2 separate regions of the Drosophila melanogaster genome follow, and region 1 is linked to region 2. Evidence: chromatin contacts called from public Hi-C data. All regions are on one chromosome and are shown on one strand. The core of a region is the stretch at or near the end of the contact, and the rest is flanking DNA. Distances in the headings are between cores, read along the strand shown. Region 1 holds the start of wb (wing blister). Region 2 holds the start of NimC4 (Nimrod C4).

Region 1 (5,638 bases), core at 2,017-4,516, 220 kb after region 2:
CTTTACCACACGAACATGCCCCACACTCGACACGCCCACCCGTCCGTCTGTCCCACTGTCTCACTGTCTATCTCCATTCGGAGTTGCACAAATGCCCCACAGGAATTGCTCGGAACAGGCCTGGCTGAAACGGGGTAAAAACAAGTAAGAACAAAACTTTGGATTAGCACAACTATGAGATACCCGATAAAAACATATGTTTAATAGTTTTCAAATCGTAAAATCTAAGTTGAAACCCGTTTTGAATTATATAATTGATTCCCGTATTACAGTTTATATAATTTTTAATATTTCTAGTAAGACATAATCTAGCACATTTGGAAAATATCCCCTGCCCACCTAGAAGTACTGGGTATCCAGGTTTAGTCCGAGCCAGAGCAGCCACCTAACTCTAATTGGGCATAATTTAAATTCCGCTCGTGAGCGCCATGAATTGTATTTAACGTTTTGGCGCTTCCCCAACTTGGGATTTGGACTCTCTATGGTCCGCATTGGCATTGGCGGTAAATTTCATTTGATTTTATTTGGTTTCTCTCAGCTGGGCTACCGACGCAAGGCGGTAGGCCCATGGAGCACAGATCGCAGACGGCGATCCTCCTGAATACTTCCTTATTTGTTTCCACCTTTGTGTCCGTGAGTGTGTTTGTTGTTCGATACTCGGCTTAATTGGTTTTGCGCCTAGAGCTGGCCACAAGACCCACTCGAAGATTTTGGGGGCGAAAGAAGCTATTGATAAAAGTTCGATGCCTTAGTTTTGATTAGGAGGCGGCTATTAGAAAATTGAATATACCTGTGGATGTGGAATTGCCTCTTGGACTGGCTGTGTGTGAAAGTAGTTAGCAAGAGGTTGCAATATGATTTTAATCTTGTAAGTGGTTGGGAAATTGCCAGAACCTTGCCAACGATCGTGTATTCTTACTAGGAATGGTAAGTGCCATGATTGCTGGGCAGTAAGTAAGTAAGCAAGCTACAAATAATGGTTACTAACTACATTTTAAGCATTAAATTGATGATACATACATATATCCACCATGCCATATGAATCCTGAACCGAAAGAACCCTATATCCACAATATTCCATAAATAAATAATATAATAAGTAAAGTGATTGCAAACAGGAAGTCCTGTCGTGCGTTGATCGCATTCCTAAGCCACAGCAACCTTCCTTCCAGGAACTCCTTTTTTGGAACTCGAATGCTACCTCCTTCCTTTTCAGTTCCTAACCCTTTTTGGTGCACTTGTGCCAAACAATTTGTAAGCCATCATTTCAATTAAGATGCATAAATCACGCCGAAATCAGCAGCCTCATCAGGGCAGCGGCAACAACATCATCATCGCCGCCGCCGCCATGATTATCCTCCGCATACTCATCGTTATCCTCAAGTACGTCGGGCACTTAAAGCCGGGCATGCGCACAAGCTGAAGAAAAAAGAAAAACCCTTTTATTTCCTTCCAATCTCTCGTTCGGGCTCGTTTCATTCGATGCCGCCTTGGGTTTTGGTATTCGATTCTGTTAAACGAACCAATTTAAACGGCGCATCGACAATGGATAAAGTGCCAGAAGTGTGTGCGGGTGTGCCAGAAGGCTGGGCAACTCTCGATTCCCAATCCTTTGCGAGGGCCAAAGGGATCGACAATTGCACCTCTTTTAGCCGGCTCGTGAAACTGCTGTTTCACGCTTCAACAAATGCTCTTCGAGCCAGAGCAGCAGCAACAGCAGCAAAGGCATCAACAAATTGCAACACAGATAAAAAGAGGGGATGCCCATTCTGGATTCCTTGCTTATTTATGAGTTTCGAACTTCAACTAAACGAAGGGCATACATCCTAATTTGTACAATGTATATCTTGCGACTTAAAATAAAAGAAAAATTTAAGTAAATGTAATGCGAATTTTTAAAACAGCTAAAGTTAACAAAGAAAATCTATAGATATTTATTCTCAGAATCTTGAAACAATAAATTGCATTTAATTTGGGGAATGTAGAACCCAGAACATCGTCTACCTGTGCTTTTCCCACCCTTCAATGCCCTGCAAACTGGCAAATGAAACGCAAACTTATTAGGAAGAATGAGGTATTTATGTAAGGGCCACACGATTGGGCTGCAAATAACCGCGGGCAACATGAAACGTGCGCCACCGTAAAACGTCCAATGAGTATGGTCGTATTAGCAGGAAATATCTTTCAGATATCTTTTGGGAACCATTCAAACTGGCGTTAAGTGCCTCAATTCGCTCCACTCGCCAGGGGCTCTTTTCACCTGTTGAAATGCCGTGACGACGTTACAAAAGCACCGCAGGATAATCAGAAATGACCGTAGGACATCGAGGGTCAGAACAAAGTAGCGGCAAAAAGGTCGGAACCCTCAATGCGAAACTGTCAAAACTGATATAAAGTGGAAAACATGTGGCGAAGGCTGGAAAGGAAAACAAGCGACGGACAACAAAGGCGGTTCAAGTGCAAGGTGCTCGCAGGACTACAAATGTTTTTTTTTAGCACCCCGGGAATTTCCCGACTCCTGGCTCGGCCACTTGCAGCCTGTTTACCTGCTAAAGTTAAACGATTTGGCTTGCAACATTCACCAGAGCAACAGGTAAATCAGCAAACTCACCTTTGTGGATCGTAACTTGCCCTGATAGCGATGTAAATAAATCAGCTGATAAGCTGGCATTGAACTATGGAAATAGTGAAGTAAATAGGAAATGCAAAGGGTTACCTGATTAATTGTTAAGACAAACTCGCAGTATATTTACACTTAAAGGTTTGTATAAAAATTCCTTTAAATTTATGCTTTAGATTAAGATAAACAAATTAAATACTGTTTTCAGTTTAAATTGACAAATTCTAGACTCAGTTTTGGAGGTATCCTAAGATCATAACACTTATCCCTAATTATTCACAGTGTAAACTCTCCTCGGGCAAAGGTCATGCAGTTTATTATCGGCCAAGATCAATAAAGCATGTACCTAATTAGAAACCATAACCCATTCCTAGGTGTTAGATTTCCCAGAAGGCCAATGCCACTTCCTCTTGGCTCTGCACTCTTGTTTCATTTATGTCTTCAATGTGCAAACTCAAACATTATTAATAATATCATTCCTGTAAATATACATTTTTTGTATATGTAAGTTTTCATCATAGAAAAGGAATAGCTTTCCATCTTTAGAAACATCTGAACGAAGTGCTGCAAAAGGAACAAGCCGCCGAATGCGATCCACAAGGTCCACACTCTCACGGATCTGGTCTGAAGTGCAGCGCTTGCGATCAGTTCGTGTTTGACGGTCGTTTGCGTAGGAAGCAAGACACGCGACGGGTCTCGAGTGCTGTGCTTTGCCTGTGCGATGGCTGGATTCTAGATGATAGTGCGTTCGAATAGTGCGGCCGCTGCTCTGGCGATTTATTTATGTGTCATAAAATTAAACGGCAATTATGCGATAAGCCACTGCTAATAAATAAGTGAATGCAAAATTCTGTATGCCATTTCCGAGTTTCCCTGCAACGCAAGATCGATTTTTGTTCACTTTTTACACTTCACGTCGAGGATACGAAAATACGAAAATAGCTGGCGAGAAAAATGTTTGCTTGTCGCTGAGCAGGAAAGTGGGAAATGTGTCTGAAACAAAAATAAAATTAAATAGCGCAAAAATCTTGAAGTAGCAAAGTTGCAAGAAGTCTACGCAAAATCGAGCAAATAAAGTGAAAGATTCGCAAGAGCAAATGCGTAAAAAAGTGGAGAAAAAATTCGAGCGGAAATCGTAAATGATTTGAAAAAGAAATAATACAAAAAAAAAGAACAATCTGTGCAGTGAAAATAAAAAATATTATGAATGAAAATACCAAGGAATAAGTGCCTGCATCTCAAGTGGTTTTATTAAAAGAGCACAGAAAATATATCCAAGTTCAAAGTCGAACGGAATATAATGTGTCATTAGTGATCGTAGTGCATTCAGTTCGTCCAGCATGCAAATCGGAAATTTTATCAAATGGCCACTGGGCCTGATCCTCATCCTGCTGGTCACCCACTGTCAGGCCAAAAGGCAGCGGAAACGGTTGCGTGGATTCTCCACTGCCAAGGACCTACAGGATTATAGCATGCCGCTCAACGACAACTCCACGGAACTCCAGCAGAACATTGTGTCCTGGACAGGAGCTCGAATTGCGTCGAGTCCCGATAAGAAGAAGAAGTCACCGCAATCATCGAGACGTCACAAAACCAAAAGTGGCCTGATCATTGAAAGTAACATTGCCGACTCGGAATCGATGTTGGCTATTGCCTCCTCGGAATCCGTCACCAAGAAGAAGCCGCCGCAGCGTCGTCGCAACGGAAAATTACAGAAATCCGGAGGAGGAGCAGGAGGTGGAGGTAAATGTCTATAACTATGGATAGGCTCTTCTAAATATGGTTCCCTGATCGATTGTGCAGCACCAGAAGTTGCTCGCATTGCTCGCCATCAGTTTCCTGGTCGCTGGTCGTGTTTCTGCCATATTTGGCCGCTCAAGTTGAAAGAACTTTCATGTGAAAGTTGTGACAGGAGGAAGAGATTCTTTAATTTTCCTGAGCTGCTCTTTATTTGTATTTTTTTTTTTTTTTTTTTTTTTTTTGAAATTCTATACGTTATTACGTGAGAGGTCCAGTTATGGTCCGGCTATGCTGCAGTGGTTGTCGCCAGGTCTTTGGTCGTTGGCACATAGTTGCCCTGGCCTTGTGTTGCCTTTGTTGTCGTTAGTTGGAAAAAAAAAACTTGGCTTTTTGTTATGTGAACTTTGCCTATTAGGAATATGAATCGCCTCGTCGGCTTCGACCAACTGTGAGATGATAGATCTCTGGTTATGGCAGTGTGAACTCTGGTTAGTTGGCGAAAACAAAGTTTACGATGAATGTGTACTTAGACTTCTTGAATAGCTGACAACGTAATAAACACAAAGTTCTGAAATTATATAAATTCAATGAGTTCACAATAATTGTAATACAAAACATGATCTTGATAAGGGTAATAACTACTAGGAATAAGTAATATATAAGAACATGCGCATTTCAACGACCAATATTATATGTTAAAATTCCCAGACTGGTTCCAAATGATCATGATGGTATTAACCCCTGGTTATGCCCATTAAAATTAATCAAAACATAAATTTTTAAACAAATTATAGTCTTACCTTTGCACAACAATTGGCAGGGCAATTGAACCGATAAACATTGCGAACAAAGGCGATCAGCAGAGATGAATAGAAACACAATATGGACATGTTTATGTGTGGCTATATCTTCTATATGTTCTTTGTAACCCCTGGAGATTGTCCTCGAGCGTGTGTGTGGGTCCCTGGGCACTTGAGGGTATTTGTTTGCCGAACACATGACCCCGAACCGCTGCGAGGGAACAGTTTGAGGATTGAGGACAACAATAGCGCCAGGGTCTCTGGCTCTGATGGTCCTGGTCCCTGTAATTGTGGTCGATTTCTGGAGAGGCAGTGGATGTGGAAGTGCACAAGATGCCGTAACTAGGCAGCAGCAACAATGGTCGATTGTTAGGCAGGTCGTCTTTTCCCCGGAGAGGATAATTGATGGAGGCATGCGTAGCGTATCGCCTTATGGAATGCCTCACGCGCTAATAGCAACATATGTTTCACAAAAAGA
Region 2 (5,288 bases), core at 1,931-4,430:
TGGCAGCTGGCAAGTCCAACGCACAAAAGCTGACAAACAATGCTCACTTTTTGTTGGACTTCTACGCCTCAGCTTTCTGTGCTTGTTCCATTAACCTTCGCTTCGCGAATGAAAAAAGGGATTTAAGGTTAACAATTCGCTGGCTTTTTCTTGGACCACTTAATATTAGCCGTAACTAGGCCAGTGCAGATGTTGGTAAATATAGAAATGGATAGTTGGATAGCGATGGCAAAAGGTCAGCACAATTTGCAGATGTTAGGTATATTTTCGCTAAGAGCAAGAAGCTGATGTGAGTCCTTGAACCGAACTTAAGTGGTCATAACTATTTTATGCATGACCTGGAAAGTTATTTTTAAATGAAAATAGAATGGATATGCAAACTCATTTAAAAACAATACAAGCCCGAATAAAATATTACAGAAAAAACGAACGTATGCAAGTTCATTTAATATATACTTATTTAATTTTTTTACTCTCTAATAAAGGAGGTACAATTAATTGGAGCGATACAATTCTACAAGAAATTTCTATCGAACAAAAATGTGTGTTAAGGTTTCGGAGTAGGTAGCTTTATGGGCACAACTTCTTTGGCCGTCATAATTTGTGAAATTTTAGTGCTCATTCGAGGATTTGTCTGCTAATCTATAATTAAAATTATTGTCATATCATTCGGGAGCTGGAAACTTTCGTGCTACCAAAAGTTTTCGCCCGCAGAGTGCGGGTCGGAGGGCTAAGGTGCCGATGGAGGCTTAGCCATGAAATGCCCCAACAAGCTGCCAGTTAAACCGTCCATGGCAAGTGAATCTTGAACCTGCGAGCACCAGGACCACCTAGTTTAACCCAAACTGATTGGGAGGCAGCTACGTGCCTGTGCATTTGAGCAGCAGATGTCACACGAGGTGGGCCAAAGTTTTTGGGTCCGCCAGCAACTTAGATAATTTAACAGTTCCACGGACGGGATAGGGCGGAACTTGGACTTCCTTGAACGCTTTTTCGGGAGTTTACCTCTACGTGAGATAATGCAAATTTATGGCTGGCAATTAGCAAGTCGCGAATCGCAGACGAAGCTTGGCAATAACTCAAGGGGTGGCCACAACTTTGACTAGGCCTCCGACGTAATTGCAGTCGCCGACGTGAGAAATCTCGACGAGAAGTGAAGTGCTGGTTGGGTTACGTTTTCCGCTTTTCGTGCGCCATGGGTGCCATGGGTGCCGTGGGTGCTGCGGGATGCTGTGAAGACAATGAGAAACCAAAATCCAGTTAGCGAAAACCCGTAAACCATTAATTATCTTAGGCGGCGCCTCGCATATGTGATGTGGGCAACTGGCGGCTGCAAAAGATACAAATATACGAGTACGCCGCCAGAAAGATACAGATACGGGTTGACTGTCAGTGGCAAGTGGCACATGCCGTTTATCGTTTATACAACAGTTATACTTTGCACACCCAGTACAACTGGGATACCCAGCACTGCCACACTCGCTCAAAAGAAGAACGTCGTGCCGTATCTGTATCTTTATCTGTGCGATACAGATACAGATACATAGCCACGCACACGCACACACACACACACACACGGAACAAGGCATCAGTTGCAATCTGACTTCAATTCAATTATTTTAGATTAGAATGTGACTGTGTCACACACACTTTTGTCTCTATGTCAGCTGTCATTCATCCGTTCATATGTTCCATAAAGTCAGGCCGCGGGGCGAAGAGTTGGAGCATTTTGCGGCACAGGATACGTGCCCTATACGCCGCCTGTTCCTGCATTGACACTCGTTCCCATATACTCACACATCCATCTATATGTACTCGTTTCTGTATATAAACACATGCACATACATATATGGGGTTTCGGGTTCACTGTGAATGTGCTCAACAAAACATTGTCCCAGAGATCCCGACTCGAAACGAGCGTGACAAAAGTAACAAATGTGCGACTGCCACCAGCCCAATGACGTCAGGCTTCCTGGGGGCCAGAATTTATTCAAGTGGCTCAAACATTTATGAGTTTCATCCTGCCAAATTGATTTGCGTTTTGTAAAAGCGCATTAAGCTCAGCCTGCCAATGAGTGACCTCTTAAACGCTTTGGGGATCATATTTCAATTGAGATAATTGCTTGACCGGGCGCTGTGGAAAGTCAAACGGAAAAGCATATTATGCAGACTGACTTTAAAATTGTATTTTAACATGGATAAACAAAGGAATAACATTTCTCCAATGTTACATTATCATTTTTGATGTTTAATAATAGACATTCGATTTTATGTTTTCCCACCGTTTCTAAAAATCAAATGGTCCAAAATTACCATACGGAAACTATTTCTGTCAATTAAATTGGAGAGAAAAATCTTGCCTGCTGGGAAAATGTACAATTTTTCGTTTCTATTAGAAGAAAACAGCTAGTTGAACAGGTAAAATTCTAAAAAAGCAGGTACCAAAAAAGGACCACTTGATAAGAGTTAAGTGGAAAAATCCTGGGAACAAATTGTTGAGACATGAAGTAATCGTAAAAAATCTGACTAATTTTTAAAGAACGCAATAGTGTAAAATGATTATTATTTTCTATTATATGTGGAGGAAGTCGTGAAGTAAAAATACATCAATGTAAACCGTTTAGTTCCGCTCTTTGTGAGTCATATCGGCAACGATTCTCAATGGAAAACAATTACATCTTTATGTTATGTTATTTTCAGCATTATCAACGTCTTTATGCGGGCAACTTATAAAGCGGGTTTTATGATAATAACTGAAAAGCTACACTCTTAGATAGTGCACTGTGATAAAGAGGGGGGAGGTTCAAAGTCAGAAAGATCAGAGATCCGGTGGTGACCTTTGGCAGCGGCTCAGATATGCTGCAACCCTCCGAGATCACAGCACTGAACGAAATTGTGACAAGTTTAATATGTTGTAAAATTAAATGTATTTAACCCTTTGATAAGCTTATCAAGATTTTAATAAGTCCAATGCCTTATTAATTATTTGAATATCAGCAAGATTCGGCTTAGCGCAACATCTCGATGAGATTGTTTTCAGTGTAGAAAGCGATTGTATCTAGCTGCGGATGTTGTTGTGTCCTATCTGGTGGCCTGCCTGCATTCTCTGCCGATCCTCCCCGCAGTCCACTGCCTGCGTGGCCAGCTTAGCTGTCGTCCGCACTTCTTGTTCTGGGAAAATTCAGTTGTGTACCGACTGCAGTTGCGAACGGACAAGTCAAACTGGAAAATGAAATTCATCTGGGCCCTGATTTTGGTGCTCGGTTCCATTGCAGCGAACGCTGAGCGTGATAATTACTGCGAAAGGAACGAGACGATACGAGCCACAGTGCCAGTGACCAAACAGCGGATCATAGTAAAGCAGCCATCCAAGTGGAAGATCTGGAAGAAGACTGAGAAGATCACAGAGATCTACGATTCAGAGGAGGAACAAGTCACCCACAGGTTGGTTAGGGAGTGCTGCCCCGGCTACTTGCAGGTGGAGTCCGGCTTGTGTGAGCCCATCTGCAGTCGGGGCTGTCCCGCCCACGCCAGTTGTGCCGCTCCAGATCGCTGTGAGTGCATTTCCGGCTACGTGTCAGCCAGAAATCACCAGGATGGCAGCCACTACTGTGAACCCATCTGCGAGACCCCATGTCCTGCGGGTGCTCAGTGCGTAACGCCCAATACATGTGCCTGTCGCGACGGGTACACCCAATTGCAGCCAACTGACGATGGTGTGAGTGGTGGATGTGCCCCAGTTTGCCGGGTGGGCGATGGCTGTGCCAATGGCAAGTGCATCGATGTGGACCGCTGTGCCTGCAACTCCGGATATCGGTGGGATAAGGCCGAAGAGAGGTGTATCGAGCTCAGTGCAGAGTCAATCTCTGAGGAACTGGAGACCACCGAGGACAATACGGATTCGCCGAGCACCAGTTCAACAGCAGTATTCACGGCCACCCACTGTCCGGATGACTTTGTCCTGTTCCGCGGCGAATGCCGCGAGAAGCAATTCGACAGCAATGATGTGGGTTGCCTTAAATCCGGCTGTGGTCCGCATCAAACATGCCTGGACTCCGGTGTATGTCAGTGCTCCGATGGCTATGTGCCGGAGGAGAGTGGCGAAGCAACTGGAGTGCTCAGCTGTCGGCGCACTTTGCTCGACCAAATTCTCGGGCTGAACGAAGCTATCGACGATGACGATGAGCTGAATCCCTGGACCATACCCATCATTGGTGTTGCCTGTGGATTCCTGTTTGTTCTGCTCATTGTGGGTCTCCTCGGTGGTAGACGATATCGCCAGGAGCGGGCTGCTTTGGCCAACAAGGAGATGGAGTGCCAGTATTCGCAGAAGACAGTGGATGTGGACGAGTGGGTGCCATGAAGGGGTCAGGTTCATCCCTTGGCGTTGGGCTGTGTTATATCAACATTGATTGTTAATTTTTAATCATTTAAATCATTCGAGAATAAAGCGTATCATAATTAAATTGCTTTTGTTTTAAATGGTAGATAATATAATGGATATATAGTATATATATTATGTAGGGGCTTTATTCCTCAGCCAAATCCAATTGTATTGCATAATAATATAAATGTTTACAATTATTCAATGGTGTTCTAATTCAATGGTGTTCTTTAACATTACAAAAAGATAGTTAGGATAGGCAATCTTTATCGTGACCAAAAATTAATGTTAGGAGCTTAAGAGGCTTAACAAATCTGACAAACTATTAGATACTCTCATAGTTCGCTTCATAACTTGTGGCTGATAAATTTAAAACGTTAAACAAACATTTTACTCATCATATCTCGCTTACGGATTGTGAGTCCCTTAGCAGCAATATGGACTCATATGCTGATTACTGGCTTATGTAAATAAAATATTCATAAACATTCGAGGCAAGAGTGCTCATGCTCAGCACATCAGCAAACAAGCCAACTTGAAAATGGCTAAAAATACTCAGACGAATGAACAGACACATTTGAAATGTTATGTTTTTACTCACAACTATGTATGTTGAAGGACTTTTAAGTTATTGAGGCTGAGTGTGAGTCTCATATTTAACGTTATCTGTATTGGAAATTCTTTATTTTAGGGATTAAAATCCATGTAGATACATGAGTACCGTTGTGGGCTCATTACCTTTTAACTCATTTCAGAAATATAAAATTGCTACTATATATTTCGTTTATTAATAACAGCAAAAGCTACAAAAAGTGTTGATTCTGATTAAATGCGGATATTTTGAATTAAAAGGATTTATTTCTATGCTTAAGTAGAAGCATTATTTATATTATATTTTAAGCCG

What was found. Hi-C and Micro-C count contacts between places; a contact is called where the count stands out from the background.
Region 1: a contact with region 2 is called in a Hi-C map of the Kc167 cell line, with 1.6 times the contacts expected there. A contact is called at or near these places in 7 of 107 Hi-C or Micro-C datasets (the Kc167 cell line, the S2 cell line and cellular blastoderm embryo).

What each region holds. Positions count from the first base shown.
Region 1 is chr2L:14,259,761-14,265,398 of dm6, forward strand. It overlaps wb (wing blister), which reads left to right and starts at 3,267. Exons shown (of 16, transcript NM_165086.3): 1 at 3,267-4,363. The coding sequence starts at 3,961.
Region 2 is chr2L:14,044,402-14,049,689 of dm6, forward strand. It overlaps NimC4 (Nimrod C4), which reads left to right and starts at 3,181. Exons shown (of 1, transcript NM_135854.3): 1 at 3,181-4,462. The coding sequence starts at 3,230. The coding sequence ends at 4,363. The region is part of intron 2 of nAChRalpha5 (nicotinic Acetylcholine Receptor alpha5); the gene reads left to right.